Regions from separate parts of the Sus scrofa genome. Here all the other regions are linked to region 1. The links are chromatin contacts, called in public HiChIP or PLAC-seq maps. All regions are on one chromosome and are shown on one strand. Each heading gives the region's core, a stretch centred on a gene start, on an enhancer-like site or on the middle of the called end of the contact. The rest is flanking DNA. Distances are from core to core; before and after follow the strand shown. Region 1 has its middle 71 kb from the start of CDH5. Region 2 overlaps LOC102162742 (a long non-coding RNA gene). Region 3 overlaps LOC102162742 (a long non-coding RNA gene).

Evidence for each region. HiChIP or PLAC-seq counts read pairs in DNA pulled down with a chosen protein or histone mark.
Region 2: a contact with region 1 is called in an H3K27ac HiChIP or PLAC-seq map of skeletal muscle, with 5 times the contacts expected there. The contact joins two enhancer-like sites. A contact is called at or near these places in 1 of 47 Hi-C or Micro-C datasets (heart right ventricle) and 1 of 2 datasets of contacts at active chromatin or transcription factors (skeletal muscle).
Region 3: an H3K27ac HiChIP or PLAC-seq map of skeletal muscle shows a contact between it and region 1, with 5 times the contacts expected there. The contact joins two enhancer-like sites. A contact is called at or near these places in 6 of 47 Hi-C or Micro-C datasets (embryonic fibroblasts, heart right ventricle, omental adipose tissue and 1 more) and 1 of 2 datasets of contacts at active chromatin or transcription factors (skeletal muscle).

What each region holds. Positions count from the first base shown.
Region 1 is chr6:27,036,518-27,039,217 of Sscrofa11.1, forward strand. No RefSeq gene overlaps it. Among named protein-coding and RNA genes, the nearest start is that of CDH5, 71 kb to the right of the region's middle. Within about 2 kb of position 1,339, at least 27 of the 83 cell types and tissues checked have an H3K27ac peak or open chromatin away from gene starts, as enhancers often do. A contact at or near this core is called in omental adipose tissue and skeletal muscle, where this site is marked.
Region 2 is chr6:26,641,197-26,643,896 of Sscrofa11.1, forward strand. The region is part of intron 2 of LOC102162742 (a long non-coding RNA gene); the gene reads right to left. Among named protein-coding and RNA genes, the nearest start is that of CDH5, 470 kb to the right of the region's middle. Within about 2 kb of position 1,390, at least 8 of the 83 cell types and tissues checked have an H3K27ac peak or open chromatin away from gene starts, as enhancers often do.
Region 3 is chr6:26,574,568-26,577,267 of Sscrofa11.1, forward strand. All of the region lies in intron 7 of LOC102162742 (a long non-coding RNA gene), which reads right to left. Among named protein-coding and RNA genes, the nearest start is that of CDH5, 530 kb to the right of the region's middle. Within about 2 kb of position 1,399, at least 9 of the 83 cell types and tissues checked have an H3K27ac peak or open chromatin away from gene starts, as enhancers often do. A contact at or near this core is called in omental adipose tissue and skeletal muscle, where this site is marked.

The DNA.
Region 1 (2,700 bases), core at 89-2,588:
ACTAGCCATGGCTCCAGGGTCTTTCCCTATTCCCTGGAGAGGAATCGGCTCCAGGCCCAGGACTTGGATGACAGAGAGAGGCCTGCAGACCCTCCCCTCTAGTTGGAGAAATGACCTTCTCATCCTGGAGAGTGCTCTAGAACTTTCTATAGCTCCCTACTGCCTCTAGGAAGGCTGCCTGCCCTCACTCACTGTCTCCCTCTGGGCCAGCGTCTGGACCAATAATAGAGTAAGGGGAGCTGGGGATAAAAGGCTCCTCCTAGCTCTAAAAACGTGAAGCCCCCCTTGCTCCAGACCCCCCTGCCTTCCTCCTCAAAGCCCCCCCTTTTCCTGCTCCTCGGAGCATCCCACGTGGCCCTGAACCCCTACACCACCTACCCAGGGTCCACAGAGACTCACACCTAACAGGCTCACATTTAGATCTTCTTACACTATAATGGGCCAGTATGTACTTTAGCCGAACACCTCAATAGCACATTTACACACCCGTCTCAGATTTCAGAGGTCCATACTCTGTGGCCTCGGAGACCTTCCAGTGGCAGTTCTCTCCAAGTTCAGCATCCTGGGGGCACTTCATCCAAAGGCACAGTCAGGGGGCCCCAGGGAGGGCCAGCTTCAGTCAGTGTGTGGCCTGGGTCTCTGAACACTCCCATTTAACTCCCCCGCAACACACACACACACACCCCGATGCAGCCGGTAGGTGGGCTTCATCTGGCTGCTGGCTGCCATTCGGCCCTACGGTTTTGTCCCCTCTTGGGGTGGTGGGGCTGAAAGGGCCACTGGAGAAAAAGCAGGCTGGGGTTGGGGCGAGGGGGTGATGAATTCACTTCCGGACGCATCAGATCAAAGGTGCCTGTGAGGGTGTCCAGGGGGAGGGTCAGGGGGCGGCAGGATGGACGCTCCAGTGCCACAGGGTGGGCATCTCCTCCGGAGAGAAAAGACCCAGAATCAAATGCAGAGTCTTCTGCTGAACCCATAGCAAGAGAGAAAGGAGAAGGGAAGGAGGGAGACTGCAGGGAGGAAGGAGGAGTCGCTAGCTCGGACCGGACAAACGAAGGGACCCGGATCTGTTGGGTACCTCGTTCCAGGGCCGGTGACCCATAAGAACCCGAAACCAGAAGGCGTGGGCCGGAGGCGTGGCCGCCAGGGGAGCGCGCAGCGCCGCTTCGCGGGCGAGCAAACTGAGGCGGGAAGGGCGGTAGGCCTCAGCGCGTCCCACCTTCCGCAGGGCCGGGCGGCTCCCCGCGGTGACCGCCGCGAGGGCAGCGGAGACTGGAGTAAGGGGCTGGTGCGGAGCCGAGACCGCGCAGCGTTGGCGGGCTGCTCGCGGGGGGCGCGGCCGCAGCACCGCCGGGAGGCGCGGCTCGCTGGGCTGAGCGGGGCGGGGCCGGGCCGGGCGGGGAGGCGGGCGGGCGGCCGCGTGGCCACAGCACCACCTGGCGGCCATAGGGGCGAAGGTCGCCGCCGTTGCCAGCCGGGGCTTCCCGGTACCCCACCTGACCCCGCCAGCACCAAAACGGCTGCCCTCAGGCCCCAGGCAAAATTCCCCCCGTCTACGTATTTAAAAGCGGACCGCATGGACCCGTTGCTGTCACATACACCCCCCCTCCAAAGAGAATGGGCATTCTCTCCTTGAGATCTTAGCTCTTCTCCCAAACAGTGATGCCTAAATGCAGAATCTCACATTCGTGTGACCCCCGTCCTCACCCGACCTCACTTTAAACTCAGGCAGCGGAGGGTGTCTGAAAGCTCCCTTTTACTGTGCTGAGTTTAAGGTCCTAAAGGCAGAACCCACTTCCCACCCTGGCCATCCTAATAATAGCTAAGGGGCACTTCCTTCCTCAGTGCCAGGGGCTCTTCTAAGCAATTTCCAGGTAAGATTCCCACATAGGCCTACTGTTATCTGCATATGAATGAGGTCGCTGAGGCGCAGAGAGGCTTAGGAACTTGCCCAAAGTCACACAGTTAGAGGGGAAGGTAGGATGTTAATCTACGCAGTCTTGATTCCGAAAGAGGAAAGGGCATAAAAAAGGAATGGGGTGTGGTGGGAAAAAGAAAATTCTCGTCTAAGACAGGGCGGTCCTGGAGTGCTGGAGCCCCTATTTTGTGGAGGGTCCAGGGCATCTTATTTCAAGTTCCCTGGTATCGGGGGACAGGCCATGAGCATGAGTGAACTGCCCAGGCCAAGGCTTAGAGCAGCTAGATGGAGCCATGGGGAGGGAGTGGGAGTTCTCTCCCCACCCACCACCCACCCAGGCCTCTGTCCATCTGCTGGCCTATGGGTGGTCCACAAGGCAGGAGAAGGAAAGCAGCTTCAGGGAAGAACTAAGCATGGAGCATGTGCCTGTCAGAATGATTTCTCCAAGCTCCATCAATGCCTCCAGCACAGGGACTCGCTGTGCCCTCACTTTCAGCTGTGGCCCTCCCTTACCTGTGTCCAACGTGTGCCACACATGCAAGAGCAGAATCCTCACTGGCTGCCTGATTCCTTTGTCTGGCCTCCAGCACAGGAGAACTGAGTACCTTTCCGAGCTTTTTCCTCCAAGCTTTCCGGTCAATCTGTTATAAACCCACCCAGGTCCCTGCACACCTCCCCGCCCCACCCCACCCCCACCCCCACGTGGTGTCTGCAGGCTGCAGAGCTGAGCCTGGTGCATCGGAGGGGCTAGCAGGGGAGGGAAGGGAAACTAGAGCAAGAAA
Region 2 (2,700 bases), core at 140-2,639, 400 kb before region 1:
TAATGACTCTATTTCCAGTAGCAAAGAGACCACTGATCATCCAGGGCATAACGTGATAGTAAAGCTACACAAAATAGCAGCAGCGTGTACTCCTCATTAGCCACTCATAAGAACCATGGGGCTGGGTGACTGTGCATATGACACTTTCAAACATTTTTGATAAACCAACAAATATAAAGAAGGGGGTCAGTTGCTCCTCAGATCACTGGACTAAATGGAGAAAGAAAAAGATGACCTCAGAGGTTTAAATTCCCAGCTTGAGTTATTGTATAAATGAGAATCCTAATACAATCTGTAGGAGGGGAGGACAGACAACAGTCATGGAAATGTCCAGTGGATGCTCCGAGGTTGTGCCGGGAATGGAGGAACGGTGTAACAGTGTGAGATGAAAGCGATTGTAGCTGTGGAACAAGCACGGAGCAAGGATGCGGGAAACTCTGGACCCAGCATCAAAGAGCTCTCCTCCTCCATGGCATTTCCTTCTCACGTCTGGCTTTATTTCTGATGATGAAATGAGGTATATAAAGCCCCCAGCTTCAAGAGAACGGCACTTTTTTTTCCCCCTGAGAAAGAGGAAACAGGGATGAGGCAAAAAAGAGGATGAAGCATGTGGGGATGTGGGTGGGCCTGGGGCAAATTCAGAAACAGTCATCTTCGCTCCAAGGAGACAATCTGCTCCATGGAAGTCATATCTTGCCTTCTGGGCAGGGGAAAAAAAAAAAAAAAAAAAAACAACTTTGTTCAAATATTATTGTTCTAAAGTAATATAGGCTCCATGAAGAAAGTGTTCAGAGTAAAGAAAAGGAAATTAGAGATAGAAAAATCATCCACAGACCCAGCACCCAAAGACATTTACTGTTGCTAACATTCCAGGGTGTTTCTTTTCAGATAAAGAATGTAATTTTTAGGGATATGAGATGCTGTCAATCAATGGAGAGCCATGACTACAGGGGACACAGGGGAGCAAGGGAGCAGCCCATCCAGTTCCTGAGCTGCTGTCACACCCCCAGGGCAGGGGGTGGCAGAGCTGGGGAGCCAGGCACCTCATCACCAAGCCTCGGGTACGGTCTCCAATAAGCTCCCTAGGATTAGGTTCTGAGGCGCCTGTTGTGGAGCTGCCTACGGATGGTCCTCCCTGGGGCTGGGTTTTCAGGGCCCACGACAGGGCTGAGCCTTTGCTCCATCTCGCATCTCTACCTAAACACTCAGGCCTGGGATGCATCAAAGTGCAGAGTTGCGTGTGTGTGACACAGCTTGGCTTCCCAGGACGGAGGCCAGGCATGGGGACAGGGCCCAGATGGCAGGAGCTGTGCTTATAAACAGCGTGTGGGAGGTCCTGTCACCAGGGTGAGCCTTATCTCCGCCTGCCTGGCTCCCAGCCCCGAATCCTGGGTGAGATCAGCAGCGGCTGGTGCCTGCATGCGTCACCCAGAGCCAGTGCCATCCCCACCCAGCCTGCAGCATCTGCAGCTGCCAGTGTCCCTGGAGGCAGGAAAGCCAGAGGCAGTGTAGCCCCTGGAAGGGGTCAGTAGCCAGGGGGCGGGGGAGGGAAGGGGACATTCACTCTCAACCAGGCCACTATCAGCTTGTCAGCATTTTTCCTGGTTCAAGCCCGTGCCCAACAAACCTTGGATTCTTGTCCCACATTAATGGGTCAGGAGAAGAGAGGCCCATTTCCCCCAGCTCCAGAGGGTACAGACTCTTTCTTTCCCTGGAAATCTATCTGGAAGGAGGCTGCTGCTGCTGCTACTGCTGCTGCTGCTGAAGACAGTTGGCAGCAGGACCCTCGACAAAGTCTCTGTCTCTTTCTGGGTCTTAGTCTCCCACCTGAGAAAGGTGAAAGGGCCACCACGCTAAGGGGCGAGCTCCCAGAAAGCAGTACTACCCAGGGTCTGAAAATGACATTGGAGGAGAGGATTTGCCCTTGATCTAGGGTTGGATCCTGTCTACACTGTGTGACTTTAGGCTGGAGATCTCACATTCGCCATGCATGTGATTTACAAAGTTAGGACAAGAGTTTCTGCATCACTAGAGGGACACATGATGATGAACAAGGTGGAAAGAAACACGGGCGCATCTGATCAAGAAAACATTTTCTCCTTTGCAAGGTGAGGGCTGAGCTGTCGCACTCGGGGACTGTGCCTCTAACATCTTATGTCCACTTGTAACTAGCTACTAGGGTGTCAGGAAGCCTTGACCTTCAGGCCCATTTGCCAGACCTTCACAGAGGGGAGAGCCGGGCTGGGCTGGGCTGTCCCTCCTGGTGTGGGCACGGCAGCACCTGGAGAAGCATTCTCCAACAGAAACACCATGTGAGCTGTGTTTGTAACTTTAAATTTTCTGGTTGTTACATTTTTTTAAAGTAAAAAGAAAGAGGTGACATTAATATTACTATAGCCTATTTAACCCAATATACCCAAATATTACTTCAATGTAGAATAAATATAAAAAATATGAGTCCTGTTTTTCCTTTTTTATCCTAAATTTTCAAAACCTGGAACGCTTTTAGAGTTACAGGCTAACTCAATTCAGATGATACATTTTTATTAGAAAGACCCAACTCTACAATTAGATCTCTTTTCTCTCTGCGTTCATGTACTGATTGACTTCTCAGAACTCAGAAGATCAGACCCACTGTTTTGGTTGCAAAGGACACTAGCAATTGTTTCCACTCCTGCCTGGGAGCTTCCTTCATCTTGG
Region 3 (2,700 bases), core at 149-2,648, 460 kb before region 1:
GGGCAGATCCTGCTGCTTGGCATAATCAGCCCTTATTACCGTAGCGCTGAGGGGTGTCGGCTTGCCAGAGGCCCGCTTTTAATGAACTTTACCATCCAAAGTTGGCCGAGAGAAGGCAAGTCAGATTTTGCCAATCAATTGGAATTGATTACTTCTCGAAAGCCAAGCCTCAGCTTGCAGGAAACACACACAAACACACCCAATATTTGGGGGTTAGTTTGATTTCCTGAGAAAAAGGAGTTCTTGGCAGCCTGAGATAATGATGGATCAGCCTTTGCAAAATCCCCAGGACACTGGGGCTTTTTGAGGGAGCCTGCGCAGGCAGAGTAAGCTTTGGCAGCCTTGGAGTTCAGGCCAGGCCTCTGCCTGGAACGCCTTTTTTTTTTTTTTTTTTTTTTTTTTTTGTTTTTTAGGGCCACACCCATGGCATATGGAGGTTCCCAGGCTAGGGTTCCAATCGGAGCTATAGTTGCCGGCCTATACCCCAGCCACAGCAACTTGGGATCCAAGCCTTGTCTGTGACTTGTACCACAGCTCACGGCAACACAGGATCCTTAACCCACTGAGCAAGGCCGGGGGTCAAACCCACATCCTCGTGGATGCTAGTAGGTTCGCTAACCACTGAGCCACAACAGGAAGTTTTTTTAAGTTCATTACCCTTCCATCCATTCATGTATAGAACTCAACAGCACTGATGGAGATTGATTATCCAGGTGTGGAGCCAGGCTCTGGAATTTCAGAGATACACCTGTCGGCAGGTAGAGACCAGGCTTTCCTGGAGGAAGGCAGAGGTGCCATAGGAACTCGGGGGAGGGAGGGCCAGGCTGGGCTGCATCCTGCAGGATGAGGGTGCATTCTCCTGGGGAACAAGAGAGGGGAGAGATGCTCTCTTTGCCCTCCAAGCTTTCACAGCGGCTGTCCTTCCACCTGGAAATTTCTAGTCCCTGCCACAACCACCCTCATCTTTACCAGAAAAACTTAATACATCCTCTGTCTTAGCTTGTGAGAGCATCTCTTCATGGAACATGAGCCCCTCGATGAGAAGGGCCCAGCTTGTTCCCTGCTCTACAGGGGTTAGGACAGCACCTAGCACAGTATCAGGCACACAGGAGGTGCTCAGTGACTGCTTACTGAATGTGGAGTTTCTGAATGGTCTTAGACCAGAGAGGTAAAGGGCTGCCCCTGGAATACAGCAGGAAGATGGCTGGGGACATGGGGGTGGCATCTACTGAGGACCCACTCTGCAGACAGCCCAGTCCCGGACACCCTGCATGCATTGTGGGAGTGGTGAGTGAGGGCAAGTGGTGTCTCTGGAAGGGGAGCCCTGCAGACAGAGAAGGGTTGGGGAGCAGAGCCAGGGCTGAGCCCTCACATCTTGGCTTCCTGCCCCTTTAGCCCCATCCACTCTTCAGAGCACCAGGCCCCCGTCTGCAGTGAAGGGGGCCCTTCATCAACATCTCCAGGCTGAGAGAGGACCTCACAGAAGGAGGGGTTGGGGACAAGGCCAGAGGGGGAGCCTCTCCATCAGGGCTCAGGACACAGAGCTCCCGGGTGAGATGGGGCTGAGCTGGGAAGGAGCTGGGCTCTGTGTGAAGCCGGCTGAGCTCTGCAAAGGGAGAACCTGCGAGGGCAGGGGCCAGGGATGGCAACAGAGAGAGAGAGAGATCCAAGGAAGAGAAGGATGTGGCAAGAGAGGAAAAAGAGAGTAGGGCAGATCGAAAAGGAAATGAACGGAGTTGGAAAGAGACATTCAAAAGCAATGGAGGAGTTCCCCTGTGGCCTGGTGGAACTGAATCCGACTAGGATCCATGAGGACACAGGTTTGATCTCTGGCCTCACTCAATAGGTTAAAGATCTGGTGTTGCTGTGACTATGGTGTAGGCCAGCGGCTGTAGCTCGGATTTGACCCCCTAGCCTGAGAACTTCCTTGTGCCTTGCGTATGGTCCTAAAAAGCAAAAAAAAAAAAAAAAAAAAAAAAAAACGGAACCAAGGGACAAATAAACCGAAGAAAACATGTTGGAGGAGGCAGACATGGACTAGGAGAAAAACAAGGGCAGGGCAAATGACCCCAGTTATGAAGGCTGGTCTGAGAAAGGCAGGCAGTGCTGGGCTCTTGTGCAGGCCCAGCCCAGCCCAGCCCTCCCAGGGGCCTGGACCACCAGGTCATCCAGCTCCATGAACAGCTGGGCCATGAAGAGCTGCCTATGTACTGAGTACCACTCAGGTGCTTAGATGGTGATGCTCCCCTCTGGTGTTCTGAGTCCTGTGTCGGGTGTGCTGGGAGGTGGAGGCAGGAAGAAGAAGGAAGGATGTAGGGAGCAGAGGGGACTCCAGGGCTCTGGGCTTTGGACCACTGCCCCCTCAGATGGCTGCAGAGGGTGGACTGCCCAGCCCTCAGCTCACGGTTGCTTGGCCTTGACCTTGAACACTGAGTCGTCTGATCTGGCTCTTCATTTTAGAATTGGCCCCACCATTCACCCAAGGCCAGCATAGGGCACCCACAGCTCAGAACTTCCATGGGGCCTGACAAACGGAGCCCAGGGGCTCTGACCCCCGTCCCGGCTGGGAAACCAAGGCCTAGTTCCTTCCCTTTTCTTTTCCTTTTTTTTTTTTTGGTTTTTTTGGTTTTTGGGGGGCTGCACCCACAGCACACATGGAGGTTCCCAGGCTAGGGGTCAAATTGGAGCTACAGCTGCTGG